Linked DNA regions of Sus scrofa: region 1 is linked to region 2. Evidence: chromatin contacts called from public Hi-C data. All regions are on one chromosome and are shown on one strand. Each heading gives the region's core, a stretch centred on a gene start, on an enhancer-like site or on the middle of the called end of the contact. The rest is flanking DNA. Distances are from core to core; before and after follow the strand shown. Region 1 overlaps LAMC2 (laminin subunit gamma-2). Region 2 overlaps LAMC1 (laminin subunit gamma 1).

Region 1 (3,262 bases), core at 33-2,532, 83 kb after region 2:
ACAGAAGAAGGACCTTATGCTTTCTGCTCTGGGGATGCCATTGTATCGTTCAATCATTCAGTTTTTTCTCCATATTGACCTTTCTCGCTGTAGATTAGGAAGAGTATTTATCCACTTCATTATCCATTTCCTTGTTCTTAAGTCCCAATCTTTTTTTTTTTTTTTTTTTTTTTTTTTTGTCTTTTTGCCATTTCTTGGGCCACTCCCGAGGCATATGGAGGTTCCCAGGCTAAGGGTTTAATCGGAGCTGGAGCCACAGGCCTATGCCAGAGCCACAGCAACTCCGGATCCGAGCCGCGTCTGCAGCCTACACCACAGCTCACGGCAACGCCGGAGCCTTAACCCACTGAGCAAGGCCAGGGATGGAACCCACAACCTCCTGGTTCCTAGTCGGATTCGTTAATCACTGAGCCACGACGGGAACTCCGTAAGTCCCAATCTTGGTCCCTGATAAAAGCTTTGGTTCACATCCTGAACCTGTTAGTGGACAAAAGGTGTCTTTCTCTTTCTTAGTTCTGGTACTGTTGAAACCTATGTTAGATAAAATGTGATATTTGCACTTGGGTCTAGCCTATAGTATATCTCCATGTACAGCCACTCAGAAGGCTTCTGTTTTGCTCAAAAGTTTTGCACTGTATCTGTCATCAATTCCCTTATGCTAGATTTATTGGATTAAGATTCAGTTTTCTACGTATGGCAGAAAGCACTCAATGATTTCGACAAACATGTCCCCATGTATATATAAACTAAGATATAAAATAATCATAAAAAATAAAACAGACACAGCATCTCTTTGATGCTTGGGGGCCTTGCTGCCTGACTTTCGTGAGGAATGTTGCCTCATTTCTGTTAGACTTCGGGCCTGGACTGTAGTTTTCAAACAGTGATGTCAGGTCCCAGGAAGGCTGGTGTGGCACCTGGTGAGCAGGAAGTCAGGCTCATTCATTTTTGGGGGCTCGCAGGTAGAAGTGAAGAGGATCAAAGAAAAAGCTGATTCTCTCTCAAGCCTGGTGACTCAGCGTTTGGATGAGTTCGAGCACGTGCAAAGCAATCTGGGAAACTGGGAAGAAGAAACCCGGAAGCTCTTGCAGAATGGGAAGAATGGGAGACAGGTATCCTTCGTTCATTTGTTCGCTCGACAAGCGTGTGTTGAATGCCTACTGTGTGAATTAATGCAGTTAAGGAGGACCATCACAAACCCTCTGAAGGTTATGGTGCTGCTGCTTATAAAGATCATAATGTAATAGCTCAGCTCCACCCACTGAATCAGTCCTCAAGTCTAGGAATAGGACTCAGGCCTCCTGGGTCTAATTTTGGTCCAGCTCTGTCTGCTAGCTTGGCTTCAGGAGGTATCTAGAGTTTAAAATGAGAATTTGCAAAACTATTCTTGTCCCTGATAGTGGACTAGAGTTTGAAACTGTCCTCTGTGTGGGATACTTTGGCGGTATTGGGTTATAAAGTTTGTCCCAAGTTGCGGAGGGGTTTGCTACAACACCCCTAGACTCTTCTCGAATCCCAGTTCTCTCTTGTCGTGAAGAGAAATGTGTCAGAGTGACGATGCTGGCAGGAGGGCACGTCCTGGGTGTGTGTTACATTCACGCTGACCTTATTCTGTCTGCCTGTTTACAGAAATCAGATCAGCTGCTTTCCCGGGCCAACCTTGCTAAAAGCAGAGCCCAAGAAGCACTAAGTATGGGGAATGCCACTTTTTATGAAGTTGAGAACATCTTAAAGAACCTCAGAGGTGAGTATTTCATGGTTCAGGTCACTTGAGTATTTTAAAGGTATGACCATGACTTTGGTTTATTTTGAATCCTCATAAATCTCTCGAGTGACAGGTACACTGGGATATTAATAGACACTTAATAAACATCTTTCCAAAGAAAAGCATTTTAAAAATATTTGATGTAGAAAGACTCAAACTAGATGTCAGAGGCTTGAGTTCTGATCTCTCCTGAGCCACGTGCCCAGGCTGAGCCAGCTGTGTGACTGTAGGCAAGTCACATAGCCTTTCCAGTGATAGGTTCCTTGGGGGACAGGGGATGTGACTGTTTGGGTTGAGAAACACAAGATAAGGACATATGGAAGGTCACTTCTGAGACATGATCGACCAAGGAGTGACTCTTGTGCCTGCTCGAGTCAATGCCTGTCCTTGGCAGGGCAGTTACAACACTTATGAGTGGGGAGGAGACGCTGCTCCTCTGCCACACCCTCCCCTGCACATGGGTCCCAACACGCTCCTCTCTCTACCAGCCCTTTAGAAGCACAAAGCCGCCTCAGTCGTCGCTGATGCCATCTCGGGCATTCAGGTGCCTTCATAAATCCCTCTTGCTTTTCGGACTTGGCCTTAGGCATTCTTCCCTCGACAAACCTAACATCCAGATCCCAATTTCCCCTCTTTAAAAGGAGAATTTTTTTTTTTTGTCTTTTTTAGGGCCACTCCCACAGCATATGCAGGTTCCCAGGCTAGGGGTCGAATCGGAGCTATAGCCTCCACCCTACGCCAGAGCCACAGCAACGTGGGATCCGAGCCGTGTCTGTGACCTACACCACAGCTCATAGCAACACTGGATCCTCAACCCCCTGAGCGAGGCCAGGGATCAAACCCACAGCCTCATGGTTCCTAGTCAGATTCGTTAACCACTGAGCCACGACGGGAACTCCAAAAGGGAGAAATTTGAACTAAATGATTGCTCTGGTCCCTCATGGATCCAGCATCCCACTACCATACAGATAATTTTCTTTTCTTTCTGTCTGTCTTCCCTTCCTTCTTTCTTTCTTTTTATTTAAAGTATAGTTGCTTTACAGTGTTGTGCCAATTTCTTCTGTATAGCCAAGTGACCCAGTCACATACACATGTATACACTCTTTTTTTTTTTTTTGTATCATTTCCCCACTCCCCATCTTTTTTTTTTTTTTTTTTTTTTTTTTTTTTGTAGTCTAGTTGGTTCCAATATAGAATCAATGAGATTGCTTTGTGGTGATGATAGAGTAAGCTTTGTCATAGCATCTAGATTACAGGAAGTTTGGGTTTGTGCCTTGTAGAGCTTTGGTTAAAGTTTCAGGCTTCTTCACTAAAGAACAGAAAAGAAACATTCCCAAGTCTTAGGATGTTCTTCACAGAAAGTACTTCTCTACCCATTCTATCCAGTCGTCATTGCCATTGGCAGCTTAGGGTTTAAGGCTCTGGCTTGAAACTTTGGGTTTCAAGGATTCCATCTGATTCTTTTTTTTTTTTTTTTGGTCTTTTTTTGTCTTTTTA
Region 2 (3,500 bases), core at 699-3,198:
TGATAGACATGAATTTGTTTAACTGTGCACTTTCAGTGCAAGAAGGGTTCCTTCTTCCACACCTGCTAAAAAACATGCCCTTCACTGCAGATCATTTTCACCTTGGGATGGAAAGAAGAAATACTAGGCTTTAATCTAGGTAAAGAAATCGCTAGGGAGGTGATTACAGGAAGCATCCCTGTGCAAATGCTTTATTTTATTATGCATTTTTTGCTTTTTGTTTTGGATTGTCCCTAGTTTTCTGTAGCAAGGTATGGCTCGAGTAGAAACTCCCATATAGTAAAAATGTGTATTTTTCATATGTACTGAGCATCCCTGGATTTTCTTTTTTCATACAGTTATAGAAACATTAGGTTTAAAGCCTATTGAAAGAAGGAGAAAGATATATATTCTCTATGAGCTTCAGAAAAGGGTGTGGATTCAATTCACAGGATAGAAAGAGCTATCTTTTGTTCCTTTTGATACATTCCTTCTAAGGTGCTCAAAGCACCCTCACGTATCTTATCCTGTTTATACTTATATCAATCCTGAAAGGCCAACATTGTACCAATACTGTTGGAGTCTGTGACCTGTTTTCTTCTCGGAGAGCGTGAAGGCTTAGAGTTGTCCCTGGTCGAGGAGGCTGAAGGCAGCAGGTTCAATGTCATAGTCGGACTCCCCAGGCTCTCGCAGGCTGCGGCAGAGTCCTCTGCTGCTCTCTAGAACTCCCGCCGGCAGCCTGGGAAGGCGCGGTGAGAACTGCTGCAGTTTGAACACAGCTTAATTGTTTGTACGCTTTTTCCCCTTGCGTTCCATTTCTCAAATTTCCTCATTGTTTCTATCCAAAAAATTTTGCATTGTCTTGACCCAAAAACCTAGGAAAAACAATTCTGTGGTAGGAAGCTCAAAGCTACTCTTTTATATCCTGGCCAGATCTATTTGTGAGTGCATCTGTTCTCTGATACTTTAGATGCTTCCTCTTCCATTGCCATTTCCTGTGACTCATGTCCAAGTGTATTTGTTCAGGTTTCATGGAATTTTCCCAAATATCTTTACCTTTAGTTGATTTTTTAAGTGTCAGTTGTATTGCCCCAATTTGTGTGTGTGTGTGTGAAAGACAGCGAGAGATTGTACGGTTGCAGGGGGAGAGGGAGTTTTAGAAGAAGGTCACTTAATTATGAAAATTTTCTGAGAATAGGACATTTCTAATAATCAAGTCCCTAGGACTGTCCTTGGAGTGTCCATGTTTTGCTTCTGAAGTGTAGTTTTATATTCTTCTTTTAAAAGTAACTTGCTTCTGCTTGATGGGTTTTATTAGGACTACACCTCCATGTATTCTTGAGTGAAAAAAGGAGCTAAAGTTGATCTTTGAAATACAAATAGAGTCACTGTAGGCAAACTGACTGCTTCTTTATGACTCTCACGTGAATTAAAAATAACATCCTCAACATGAAGATAGGTTTTTTGTTTTTTGTTTTTTGTTTTTAATCCTAACAGTGGGAGAGAACAGTTTCATGAAGTTTCATGAATTAGAAGCGGAGAGACCATCTGAAAATTAGATCTGTTGACTCATTGGGAAAAAAACATTTCAAAGAGATGAAAACGTACCATCGAGACTACCTTGAGCAATTATCTGTTTTCTCTGTACAGGCTTCACAGGCTGCTCAGGAAGCCGAGATCAATGCCAGAAAGGCCAAAAACTCTGTTACCAACCTCCTCAACCTTATTAATGACCTCTTGGAGCAGCTGGGTAAGTAACCACAGAGTCTTTGTGGGCAGTCTCAGACTCCTTTGTATTGTTCTTAGGATCTGAGATCATTGACTCAAAAGTAGATACTAAAGTGTGAAGATTGTATGAACTGAATCATGACTTTAAGTTGTGTTAATTCACCAAGTACTTACTAGGTCCTTCCGTGGACTTCGGCCTTGGAATCTGAACGTGGTCCAAGAACTGAATAAAGTTTTGAAGATATGCTGCCAGCTGAGGTGGCTCATTTATGGTCAGGGTTTATGATACAGTTGAGCAGTGATTATTCTTAGTTCATCCTGCTGGCAGAGTGTCTTTGAAGGATTTAAAGTGAAGGATTTCAATGATAGAATAAAAGCACACTTTAAAGGACAGTTGGTTAAAGGATAATCTGATGAGGTGACAGTTTTGATACCAAAAGAGAGAAAAGGCTTTCTTTTTGAAGAAACTATAAGCATATCCCTTTAATCTAATTTGATCGAGAGCAGGCCTCATTATAGGGCCAGTGTACTTTTGTCACCAGCCTGCATTATAAAGTGGTACTACTCTAGCCAGTCCAGCATTGTAAAGAGGCATTCTTTTTTCACGTGCTACCCTTTAAAGTTTGGTTTTGGTCAGTGTTTTGTTTTGGGGCTAGGGTGGGGGGAAGGGGGGGTTAGAGGGGTATGTGATATTTTTATCTCTCTCAGTTATCAAGAATAATAAATTATGTGCCAGCAGATGGATTTTAAAATGAAAGTAAGCTAGAAGAGGCAGCTTTTTGTGGCAGAAAAAGCTGGATTTTAGTTAGGCTCACGTTGGAACCTTTGTTGCTTGGAAGCCATGCACATTTGGGTAAATGATCTAACATCTGAGACTCATTCGTGTAAAACGGGCTTGTGAGAATTTCATCGAGTACAGTTTCCATGAAGTGTTGGTCATTGTGCAGCTGGCTGTGTGCTTTCGTTTAACACAGAAACAGTTCTTCTCAAAAGAACCTCTTTTTTGAGCCGATTTTAAAGCGAAGCTTTGCTGAAATTATTTCAGCCTTTCGACCCTGGCTGTGCTCCATAGGAGGGCTCATGGAAGCAGGCCATGACTCCCCAAACAACCCAGCTTCCCTGGGATCTAAGAGCTGAGGGCTCTAGCTTTAAGATTTTTGTGTTCATCAGAGGGCACTGAAAAGACACAATGACTGTAGAAACATGTTCATGCAAACATGAGAAAGGTATGAAGTGTTATTCGATGCTCTTCAAGACCACAAGAGAGGCTTCAGGTCCGGAGCATGGTAGCTCCCTATTTAGAAAATATTTCGGAGTTCCCGTCGTGGCGCAGTGGTTAACGAATCCGACTTAGGAACCATGAGGTTGCGGGTTCGGTCCCTGCCCTTGCTCAGTGGGTTGACAATCCGGCGTTGCCGTGAGCTGTGGTGTAGGTTGCAGATGCGGCTCGGATCCCGGGTTGCTGTGGCTCTGGCGTAGGCCAGTGGCTACAGTTCCGATTCAACCCTTGGCCTGGGAACCTCCATATGCCGCAGGAGCGGCCCAAGAAATAGCAAAAAGACAAAAAAAAAAAAAAAAAAGAAAAAAGAAAATATTTCACAAAAACCATTTCCTCGGAGAAATAACCCTCCAACTCCAATGTTCATGATATGCTCTGGCCCGTCCCTTCTGGGTTGGGCCAGAGTGTGGACTTGGTGTGCCTTGTTCATGCCCTTGTGGGACAGGAGTCACGGCCTCGGGCCACTTTTGCATCGTGGCAGCTGCTGGACTTCCTTTTCGAAAAGGCTGGTGGG

The links. Hi-C and Micro-C count contacts between places; a contact is called where the count stands out from the background.
Region 1: a contact with region 2 is called in a Hi-C map of skeletal muscle, with 3 times the contacts expected there. The contact joins two enhancer-like sites. A contact is called at or near these places in 9 of 47 Hi-C or Micro-C datasets (embryonic fibroblasts, fibroblasts, heart right ventricle and 4 more) and 1 of 2 datasets of contacts at active chromatin or transcription factors (skeletal muscle).

What each region holds. Positions count from the first base shown.
Region 1 is chr9:124,482,954-124,486,215 of Sscrofa11.1, forward strand. It overlaps LAMC2 (laminin subunit gamma-2), which reads left to right. Exons shown (of 26, transcript XM_021063802.1): 21 at 963-1,112; 22 at 1,630-1,744. Among named protein-coding and RNA genes, the nearest start is that of LAMC2, 57 kb to the left of the region's middle. Within about 2 kb of position 1,283, at least 4 of the 83 cell types and tissues checked have an H3K27ac peak or open chromatin away from gene starts, as enhancers often do. A contact at or near this core is called in skeletal muscle, where this site is marked.
Region 2 is chr9:124,399,378-124,402,877 of Sscrofa11.1, forward strand. It overlaps LAMC1 (laminin subunit gamma 1), which reads left to right. Exons shown (of 29, transcript NM_001271715.1): 28 at 1,630-1,729. Among named protein-coding and RNA genes, the nearest start is that of LAMC2, 26 kb to the right of the region's middle. Within about 2 kb of position 1,949, at least 10 of the 83 cell types and tissues checked have an H3K27ac peak or open chromatin away from gene starts, as enhancers often do. A contact at or near this core is called in skeletal muscle, where this site is marked.